Linked DNA regions of Mus musculus: region 1 is linked to region 2. Evidence: chromatin contacts called from public targeted proximity ligation data. All regions are on one chromosome and are shown on one strand. The core of a region is the stretch at or near the end of the contact, and the rest is flanking DNA. Distances in the headings are between cores, read along the strand shown.

Region 1 (5,292 bases), core at 590-3,089, 710 kb before region 2:
TAGTAAGCCAGGCCACACTGAGGGAGCGTGTGAGGGAGGCCATGTTGTTGGTCAAGAGGTAAGGTGGAGCTGAACATGGCAGAGCACACATTTAATCCCAGCACTTTTGTGAGTTTGGGTCTAGTCTGGTCCTCAGAGAGAGAGTTCCTGGACAGTCTGGGCTAGTTAGTGAGACCCTGTCTCAAAAGACAAAACAACAAAAAAGAGGTGATGATAGCTCAGAGCACAGCTGGCCTGGAAGGAAGAGAGAAAGGCGTTTGGACTTGGCTTCTGACACCCTAATATGGCAGCATGGAATACCTAAGACCAGAGGTGTCCTGGAAGTGATATCAGATGGGAGTGGACAAGCTGTCAGCTAGGAGAGGGAGGTCCATGTGGAAAGAAGGGTCGATGTCAGAGCAGTAAAGACTGGCGGAGAGATGCTCAAGACTGCAGCAAGTCCTAGGCCGTCCAGGGCCAGGGTGACGATGCTGAGGAGGAAGTCTCTGACAGAAGCAGAGACCAGCAGGACCTAACTGCAGAGCTCTGGACCTTTAGAAGCTCAGGGCCTTGAGTTCCTCCCAAAGTCCAGACATCGTAGATGACCTGACCACAGCACACACGGTGGGTAGCCTAGATCCCGGACTGCTATAAACCACCCGATCGCAGGGAGAAAGGTGGCAATCAGGCTGAAGAGATGAGGACATCCTTGGGCAGGAAGGGAACCTCAGTTAGATGGCCTTTCTCCATCACACTAAGTTTAACAGATAGGGAGGTGGAGCCATCCGATGAAGGTGTTTGCTGCCAAACCTGACAACCTGAGTTAAAGGATGGGAGAGAACCAACTCTCAAAAGTTGGTTTTTCACCTCCACACTCATGAGCACCCCCACACAAAAATGAATGTAAGATTTAAAAATAGAGAAACAGACCAGAGTCAGTTTTGGAAAGTCTGGTTTACCCCCTCGCCACCCAGCAAGACCAGGATCAGAGAACCCATGGTAGGACTGAAGATAACCAAGGGTCCCAACTAAGCTGGCTGGCTGCTTGAACCCTAGATCCTGTGTGAGTGGAAGTGCCAGCCTTGTTTCGAAATTCTCCTTCCTTCCCTGTTGGCAGTAAAATGCAGCCTCTGCAAAATGGACTCCTGTGGTGGTAGCGTGCACCCTGGCCGATCACCCAGCCAGGAAGCTGAGCTTATGTCCCCCAACCCCAACAATATTCCTGTTCCTGATTCCTTGCTGTCTTCCAGGCATCAAGGCCAGACAGATCCTCGGGAAAGAAAGCTTTGACTGGTCAGCATTAGGGGTTGCTGCGGGGTGCCCATCTCCAGAAGCTAAGCGCCTGTGCTGGCAGGGATGAGGTCAAGATTTCCCATCCCACCCGCCTATAAAAGACAAGTCGGTGCTGATGGAACTCAGGAGTGGGCTAGACAGAAGGACACATTGTCAGCGGGGGTGGGGGGGGGTGGGGGCGGGGGGGGCTGCAAGAACAACAGACCCTGGCCCAATCCCAGTGCCACCGAGCCTACCCCACTCCCCTTCCGTTCCCTCCTCCCTCACCTTTCTGACCACTAAGAGATTTGCCCAGGGCCTGGGGCGCCCCCTGCGGGCACGGGTGGAGCTGCAGCTATGCCCCGCCCTCCGGAACAACCCCACCGACCATGGCGCTTCAAAATGAAGTTCCGGCTGTTCCTGGGGCGCATGTGGTTGCCCTGGAGACTGGACAGCACCCCACACACACTCCGCCCGCCCCCAGCGCGCAGGCCTGCAGTGGTTGCCGTAGCTACGGGAGGCGAGGGTGTGCGAAGCCCGACGCCACGCCCTAACTCCATGTAGCCCCGCCCCCAGATCCCCGCCCCGCCCTCCCTGCCGCCTTCGCTCTTGCTGCGGCGGCTTCTAGCAGGGGTCCGCGGGGCTGCAGCGGGTGCGGCTGAGGTGCGGCTCAGAGCGGAGGAGCAGGGGACGTGCCAGGCGCAGGCCAAGAAGGGCTGGGCCTTTCGCTCGGGATGCGGTGCTGAAGCCCAGCATGGCCGGCCTGGGCCCCACCTTCCCGCTGCACCGGCTAGTCTGGGCGAACCGGCACCGCGAACTGGAGGCCGCACTGCACAGCCGCAAGGTGAGGCCCTGAAGGGGATCCGATTCGGTTGGTTTCCTCCCCAAGCCCCGGTGCCAAAGTACGGAATCTACTCCGCAGCTCACCGCCCCTGCTGTGCTCCGCAGCTGCATCCTGACTCCTTAGGTCCAGCTCTTTCCAAATCCCTGGTCACCTGCCCTCGAGCTTGAGCATTTGTTTAGCGCATCTCCCTTGGTTGGGCCTTGCTCTGCTATCTGCCCCCTTCGTATTGCGTTAAGCTCAGGATTCACCCTCATCACCTCTGAGCTAGAATGAGGACAAGAACCGTGTTCTAGCCCTCAAGCTGGTCTAAACTCTCAGCATCCCTAGCCTGAATCTGTCTTGCTAGACTCCACCACCAGGCCCTCAACTCTGGATAGCAGAGGGCAGAAGAAATGAGCAGTTCCTTCCCACTGGCCCTTACTGTCCCCTTTACCCCGACACTTTCCAGTCCACATAGGCCACACTCTTATCTTCTCACTGACCTGGTTACCCATAGTAACTCCAGCCCTTTTCAATCCAGTGACCTCCTTGCTTTGGCCCTCTCTTGCCTTGTATTGAGTGACCCATCTCCCTTAGCACGACATTGAGCAGGAGGACCCCCAAGGGCGAACCCCCCTGGAGCTTGCTGTGACCTTGGGGAACTTGGAGTCTGTGAGAGTCCTCCTCCGACATAATGCCAACGTGGGCAAAGAGAGCCACCAGGGCTGGGCAGGTACTGTGCAGGGCAGAGGGTCCTCCCTTGAGACTAGCTTCCAGGTTGGTGAATGGGGGGCAGGGGGAGTAAGTAACCGTGCCTGGGGGCGCTAAGAGGGCTACCCCAGCAGTTGCTCATCTCCAGTCCTGCAGGAGGCAGTCAGCACTGGAGACCCTGAGATGGTACAGTTGGTACTCCAGTATCGGGACTTCCAGAGGGCCACACAGAGGTTGGCTGGCATTCCAGAACTGCTCAACAAACTCCGTCAGGTATTACCATAGAGTAAAGAAGTGGGGTATAACAGGCGCTCCGTCTTCCTGTGATAAGCCTGGCCTTGGAGGAGTATCTAGGTTGTGCGAGACGCTTTCCCACCATCTGTGTCTCAACCTCTGCCAAGGGTCATGTAAGAAATATGGGATCCCAGGCCCATGCAGATGAGACTGGGTCTTTTGCAAGGAAGACATTCACCAGCACTAAGGGTCCCTGATACCAGGAATCTCTTGGATAGAATGGTAGGCCTTGGGTCACCTAGAGAATGTAAATTTCCAGAAAGGTGACTGGGTAGAGATGGCCTGGACCCTGGAGTGCCTAGTCCTGTGCATCCGAAGCACACAAAGGACAGAGGCACAGTTGTGCTCCTCACATGTGGGAAGGTCTGGAAGGATCATTGTGTTCTCTTTACAGATAAAGGACTCAGACACAGAAAAGACAGAGGACCTCGTAGGGCCCCACAGTGGGCTATGGCCCATGTCAAAACTAGCTCTAGGCCCCCAATGCTTATAACTTTTATATGTGTAGATCATTTTAGGGCCTACTTGGGCTCTCTCCTTGGCATGGTTTGTTTGGAGTGGGAGTATAGCTGGGCCACAGCAGTGCATCAGAATTTGTGGGCTCCCAAAGAGTAGTTGTGAGGCCCAAGGCCTACTTGGCTGTGGCACCAGGCCATGGCTCCTAACAGGCAGCTCTGGTTTTTCTTAGGCCCCTGATTTCTACGTGGAAATGAAATGGGAGTTCACTAGCTGGGGTGAGTGGGGCTCAGTTGACCGCAGAGACTTGGAGTGGGCCATTTGGGGGGAGATTCCCAATGACTCTGAGACTTCTTTCAGTACCTCTTGTGTCCAAGATGTGCCCGAGCGATGTGTACCGTGTGTGGAAGCGGGGTGAGAGTCTGCGGGTGGACACTAGTCTCTTGGGCTTTGAGCACATGACCTGGCAGCGTGGCCGAAGGAGCTTCATCTTCAGGGGTCAGGGTGAGCTGTCTGTCACCTCAGATTCCCTGGTGGCTTTTAAGCATGTGTCCTTCTCTCTCTGTGCTCTCTGAACGTGGAGACCGAAGCTGAGGGTGGAGGGGATCCAGGGCCTGGGGGTTTATCTACTTAGCAACAGTTGGCTGAGGAGAGCTCACTGGTAGGACCTGGCACTAATATGGCCTCCTCCTGTGACACCCCTGCGGCTGACAGAGGCGGGAGCCTTGGTGATGGAAGTGGATCATGACCGGCAGGTGGTGCACACAGAGACCCTAGCTCCAGCTCTGCATGAACCAGAAGCGCTGCTGGCTGCCATGCGGCCTAGTGAGGAGCACGTGGCCAGTCGGCTCACCTCTCCTATTGTCTCCACCCACCTGGACACTCGCAATGTAGCCTTTGAGAGGTCAGTTGGGGCCTGGTACTATGGGTGGGGAAGGAGGAGAGATAAGAAGACACTTTTTTTTTTTTTTAAAGTTACGGACAGTCTCACTGTGTAGCCCAGGCTGGTCTTGAACCAGAGACCCTCCTGCTTCAAATCCTGAGTACCTTTATAAGTATGTGTCATCGTGCTCAGTGTAAACCACCATTGATAAAAGCACTGCCCACAGGGTCCCTGACACCCATGGGAGGCTGACCCTGCATCACTAGAGGCTGATTAGGTTGAGGAGCAGGGGTTCTATGGCTCCTATTAACATATGTGCCATCCCAACATTTTTTTTTTCGAGACAGGGTTTCTCTGTGTAGCCCTGGCTGTCCTGGAACTCACTCTGTAGACCAGGCTGGCCTTGAACTCAGAAATCTGCCTGCCTCTGCCTCCCAAGTGCTGGGACTAAAGGCGTGCGCCACCGCACCCGGCTAAATTTTTTATTTACTTATTGTACTTATTCACTTTACATCCTGCTCACTGCCCCCTCCCAATCATCCCCTCCCACAACCCTTACCCCCCTCATCCCACAACAACTTTTTAAAAATTTATTGTTTCAAGAAGTAACCATTTAGCTGCAGTCTCCCTTCAGCCAGGCCTACATATCCAATGATCTCCCTATTTGGAATTTGCAAATCTGTTGCTGTTTGGGTATTGATTTCACTTTAGGATGTTCTCAAGGTTCATCCGAACTGTCACTGTAGCTGGTAACTCCTCATTTGTTTTTATAGCTGAGTGCATTGTGTGGACATACCATAATTATATGAGGGGTGTGCCTGCCTGGATCTATGTGTACTATGTGCCTGCAGTGCCCAAGGGGACCAGAAGAGGG
Region 2 (5,448 bases), core at 2,199-4,698:
AAAGGCACTGGGGCATCCTTTCTCAGGTTGAACTTTTTTTTGTTTTGTTTTTGTTTTTCGAGACAGGGTTTCTCTGTGTAGCCCTGGCTGTCCTGGAACTCACTCTGTAGACCAGGCTGGCCTTGAACTCAGAAATTCACCTGCCTCTGCCTCCCAAGTGCTGGGATTAAAGGCGTGCGCCACCACGCCCTGCTATCTCAGGTTGAATTTACCTACTTTACAGTTTTTATGCAGAGCTCCTCTTTCTGTTGCAGTATATGATGGGAGATGTCCAAATGCCCTTTGGGGAAGTCAGAGGGTTTGCTTGTTTGCTTTCTTTTACATTACAATGAAGTCAATTGAGGCAGCTACTATTTTGCTCCCCAAGTTTAAGGAACTTAAAGGTGTTCTCTCTCCACTCTGCTGATTGGGCTTAAAACAAAATCTTAAATGTGTGTGCTCTTCAAAATAGACTGAAAACTGAACTGTTACACTCTAGAGGGAAGTGGTGGGAGGAGAATGGGGCAGAGAGAGAAAGAGGAAAGGAGGGAGGGAGAAAGGGAGAGGTAGAGAGGTAGAGGGAGGAAGAGGTAGAGAGGAAGAACAAAGAAGGGGGGAGAAAGGGAGCAAGAGCAAGGGAGAGAGGGAGGGAGATTGAAAGAGGGTGGGAGAGGTGAAGAGAAAGAAAGAGGGAGAGGAAGAGAGAGAGGGAGAGGAGACCCATCAAACCTGCAAGGTTTAAGACACAGAGCTCAATCTGTGTCACATGCAAAGCTTGCCAAGTTGGTCATTCTTCTGACTCCATGGCTCTATGGGACAGGCAAGTGGGGCTTCAGGCTCAGGCACCTCCTTCCCTAGCAAGCTCTCCCTGACTTCAACGTGCCTGGCTAGGTTAGGAATGAGTACACCATATTTGACAACTTATGGGCTAACTACCCTGGTCTTAGTGAGGTGACAGGTTATCTCTTAGTTGTAATATGTATGTCCCTGGAACCCACCTGAGTCTGGGAGAAAAAAGGCAAAGCAGATGCCAGCAGGTGTCTTCACTACAAATGAATGAAGGGATGGTGGTTTGGTGGACCACTGTATGACTCACCCAGATGGTGGGAGGGGGCTGGTTTGGTTCAGTGAGGCAGTTGGGCTTTGTCTTCACAGATAGCACAGAAGGCAGGCCCACTCCCACTCCAAGCTGTCCCCTCTCACCCCCAGCTGGTCCTTCCTGCCAGGGTCCAGCCTTTAACTGCTGCCCTGCCCTGAACTTTCTGCTACCTTAACTCTTTATCAATAGGCCTCAGTTTTAACAATGTTTGTTACTACTTCTGTGGCCTCAGGCAAGCCTTCTAGCCTCTGCGTTCCAGAGTTAACATTTATTGCCTCTCTTAAGTGCCTGGAGTGGTGTGCTTGACCCTGGCTGATAGTTGTTATCACTTGTACTTCTGAGAACTGGAGAGTCAGAAAGGTTAGGTCACCTGGCCAAGGTCACCCAACCCCTATATGGCCTCTGGTGACAGAATGCTCTGGTCCGTAGTTAGCTAGTGTGTACAATGGGGACTATGATGTGGATCTACTAGCAATGAACTCTTTCTGGAATCTGCTTCCAGGAACAGCTCTCTTGGAAGGTGGACTGGAGGCCAGGGTGGGTTTGCATAACTGCACAGCCCTCTCTTGTTATCCTGGTAGTGGAATTCAGAGCCAGAATGAGTGAGGTGGAGGACTCAAGCATGCTGGACCCCGTGTAAAGAACAGGGGTGGGGGGGGGTTCAGAGACTGGGAACCCGGAGAAAGCACTGAGTGTCCAACAAGGCAGGTCCTGTCTCCTCCAGTCCAAGGGCTAGGCTCTGTCATTTTCCCAGGGGATAGATGCCTAGAGGTGGCCTAGAGGAGACACTCAGGAGATAAGCTCTGTGCTCTCTGAGCTTCAGTGAAGCCTGGGCCTGGGACTGCTGGACCTACTGGAAGAGATATGCAGGCAACTGCTCCCTGTCTGAGGTGTGAGCATTGCCACTCAAGGTCTGTGTGACTCAGCTACCTCTGCTATCCAGTCTCCCATCATAGCTGGGCTCGTCCTGCCTTTGAAGCTCCAAGGCCCCACCCTGGGGTCTCTGTAACACCCTTCCCCTCCCTGCTACCAACACCCCAGGGATTTAGAGCTCTGTCCTGTCCTATGACTTACTACTTTCCCAAAAGAGTCTGTCCCTTAGCTTGATCACCTTGGTCACTTGCTTTCCAGATGGCATGGGAAGGCCTGCTTCATGAAAGACTTCCAAGACTCAGAGACTTTGTTGACTATGGTGGCCAGCTGCAGCGTGCCTGAACTTATGGTCCTGTCCACACTGAACCAGGCAGATTATTCATAGGGACCCAAGGGGAGCACCTTGGTATCTTTTCCTGTTGCTGTGATAAAATATTCTGACAACAGCAACTTTAGGGAGAAAAGGTTCATTTTGTCTCACAGGTCGAGGCCAATATGGCAGGGAAGTCAAGGGAGCAGGTGTGGGAGTCTGCCCGTCACATCACATCACATCACATCACAACCAGCCAGGAGGTAGAGAATGCTTGTGGTCAGCTCAGTTTCACCTTTTTAGACAGCCCCAGGAGAATTAAAAACCAGGATTAGCCATGACAGTGGTTAAGTGCAAGACTTGAGAGTAGGGACCCTGATGTCCAGGACCCCAGTTCTGGGGCAAGGTAAATGTGTAGTACTATACGTATAGGACACTAGCAGTTGGAAGAAATTCATGTGTAAAATTCTTCTCTGTGACAAAAGATACAGCCTGGTTTCCTTTGTATTAAGAAACCTTACATTTTGACCCCATTTTCAGGGATGCCACTCTACTTTGTCTGAAGTAATTTAATTGAAGGTCTTCGATAAAACTATGCTATGGAGAATGCGGGCATCGATCCCGCTACCTCTCACATGCTAAGCGAGCGCTCTACCATTTGAGCTAATTCCCCAGCTATAATTAACTTCCGTCGCAGGTTGTATTGTGACTCACGTCATCACCGGTTTTCCCCCCCCCCTCGTCCCCCGCGGCCGTTACCCCACCGCCTGCTGTCATTGTGTTACCCCATTGGCTTCTTCGCATCCGGAGCTACACAGCCGGGATTGGTTTGGTTCATTTGTTTTAAACTACATTGACTATGCGGATTGGTGGTCCCAAGCGTCTGTCACGCGAGGCCCCGCTGTTGCTACGGGGCAGAGGGACCCAGCCTAAGCTTCTCCCAATTTCTGACTTGTTTCTCAGACTCCGGGGTCTAGAGGTTCCGGATCCGTCAAGACCATGGGAAAAAGAATGCGCCTCTCGCGTTTGACTGACAAGACCTCAAAGCCAATCGAAGTGGAGTCGAGGGAACCGCTGGGCGGTCCAATAGGTTGTGGGGGGCGGGAGAGACAAGCCAATGATCCGTGTGAAGGGGCGGGGTCTATCCTGTGATTGGCTGCGGGGCGGCCGGAGGGAGGGCGGGGGTAACTCAAGGCCTGCTTGATACGTCCGCCATTTTGGGCGCTTCGCTGATGGTGTCGGTGAACCTTTTTCCCGCCTGAGCGCGACTAACTGCGGGTCTTGGGCGCCTCCAGGTAACTCAGGGGAGGGGGCGGTGGCGCGGAGTGTGCGGGTCGCGCGGGCAAGCGGCCGACCGATCGTGGCGGTGGTCCGGTCCCGGCGGCGTGGGGAGGGAGCGTCCCGGCCCCTTTCCCCTCCCCCCCGGAATCGGCAGCTTCGGCGGCCCGGGAGGCGGCGTCCAGTCCTGGCCAGGACCGGGCCGCCCGCTCCTGTCAGCCGGGCCGAGCGTTGGCAGTCAGCCGAGCCGACTGCGAACTTTGGACGCCGAGGTGACTCTGGGCTTGGCTCGGCGGGAGCCCAGGCGAGGCGAGGCGCGCCCCGAGCCAAGTCGGGGGTCCTGGGCGAGCTCCCCGGCTCCCGCGCCCGGGCCTTCACAGCGACTTCTCGGGATCTCCTGGAGCTTGTCAACTCGCTGGAGAGCTTCGCGAAGGCTTTTGTTGGACTCTTGTCCTCTGAGAAACAAGTTGTGTGGGTTTCTGGGCATTAGCAGAGTCATCGGAACACACAAAAACCAGTTCCGAGTCTCTCGGGGCCATCGCAGTGAATCTTCATCCTCCGCCGTTGAGTCTCTCTTTTATACAGACGCGGGCATTGGAGATTCCCTGGTGTTTTGGAGCTGAAGTGAGGAGTTACCCTTCTTGTGGCTTCAAGCACCTCGCTTTTAAAGCTCGGCTCACTGTTAACTTGGAGGTCTTTTTCTCCCCAGTCCCGTTGTCTTTCATTAGAACTTGGACTTGAAGTTGTAGGTGGGACAGAATGAGTGGTCTCGGTAGCTCTGTGTCTGTACTTCTCCACCGCATGTCCTACTGTCATTTGCCGCCTACCTGCTGTGGTCTCTTTAGAATGGGCCAGAGCTTTGTTTATGTTTTGCTTTGGCTTGGGGGAGGGGACACTTAGAAGGTTTCCTTGCATCAGAGCACTTGTTAATATGGATACTGTTTCATTTTCTTAAGTCAAGTTTACTTTGGTTTTTGCCCTCAAGGTCATGTTGCAGTTGACACAGCCCGTAAGAAAGGAACTTAAGATCTCCTTCCACTAAAATGTTCCTTGAAATTGCAAGGTGCAAGATCCCTGTTGCCAGTGGTGTTTGAGCTTTCTTATGGGCCACCTGAAAATTACATCTTCCTTTGTCACTTTCTAGTCCTGTGACCTTGGGCGAATTAGTCCTCTTTGCTGCCCCTGTAACCCATGAAAATAAGTTTGTTTCATAAGTTTATCTCATGTTAGGTCCCAATTTTATCTAACATGTTCATATTAGACTGTAACTGAGTATATATGTAAATATGTTAGCACAAAGCAGCTAGAATCGTGCTTTGTGAATAGAATCAGCTCAGTGGTGACCATACCTCTCAAATTCAACTTGATCTTGATGATTTTGTTTGTTTTTGAGGCAGGGTCTCACTATGTGGTGGGAAGATCTTTACTGCTTCTGCCTTTAATAATGGGATTAATAAAGTCATGCACCACTGCACCGGACTCATTATTTAGTTATTTTTTGAGATGATAGTAGTTTAGAATGTTCTTGACTTTCCTTTTCAGCTAAGGCTGCCTCAAATTCTTGATCTTGCTGCCTCTACCTGACAAGCATTATGAATAGAGGTGTGTACCACCACACCTAGTTCAAAATTAACTTTTAAGTGTTTAGGTACAATTAGGAAAGCCATGTGTTTAAGGATCAGCTGGGCTAAAAAAAATTACTGGAAGTTATTTTAATTTTTCCATGAGATGTTGAAAATCTATTAAATCACTTGAAAGCGTTTTGTCTAAACCAGTACTTATGCATAGAAAACACCTTCAGGATCTTAAACAGCACCCCTCCTCTGCTGCTTCTAGGCACTGCTTCTGTGTAGTTGCCCCAAATCATAATATGAGGATTTCTTAGATTTTCCTGGTTGTTATTGCAATT

What was found.
Region 1: a contact with region 2 is called in a targeted proximity ligation map of embryonic stem cells, with 3 times the contacts expected there. A contact is called at or near these places in 3 of 130 datasets of targeted methods (double positive thymocytes, embryonic stem cells and pancreatic cancer cells).

The regions. Positions count from the first base shown.
Region 1 is chr19:4,279,684-4,284,975 of GRCm38.p6, reverse strand. It overlaps Ankrd13d (ankyrin repeat domain 13 family, member D), which reads left to right and starts at 1,839. Exons shown (of 15, transcript NM_026720.2): 1 at 1,839-2,095; 2 at 2,672-2,807; 3 at 2,934-3,058; 4 at 3,768-3,813; 5 at 3,896-4,039; 6 at 4,250-4,439. The coding sequence starts at 2,006.
Region 2 is chr19:3,573,749-3,579,196 of GRCm38.p6, reverse strand. It overlaps Ppp6r3 (protein phosphatase 6, regulatory subunit 3), which reads left to right and starts at 3,448. Exons shown (of 24, transcript NM_028999.1): 1 at 3,448-3,556. n-TAagc9 (a tRNA gene) reads right to left here and starts at 2,934; the gene lies at 2,862-2,934.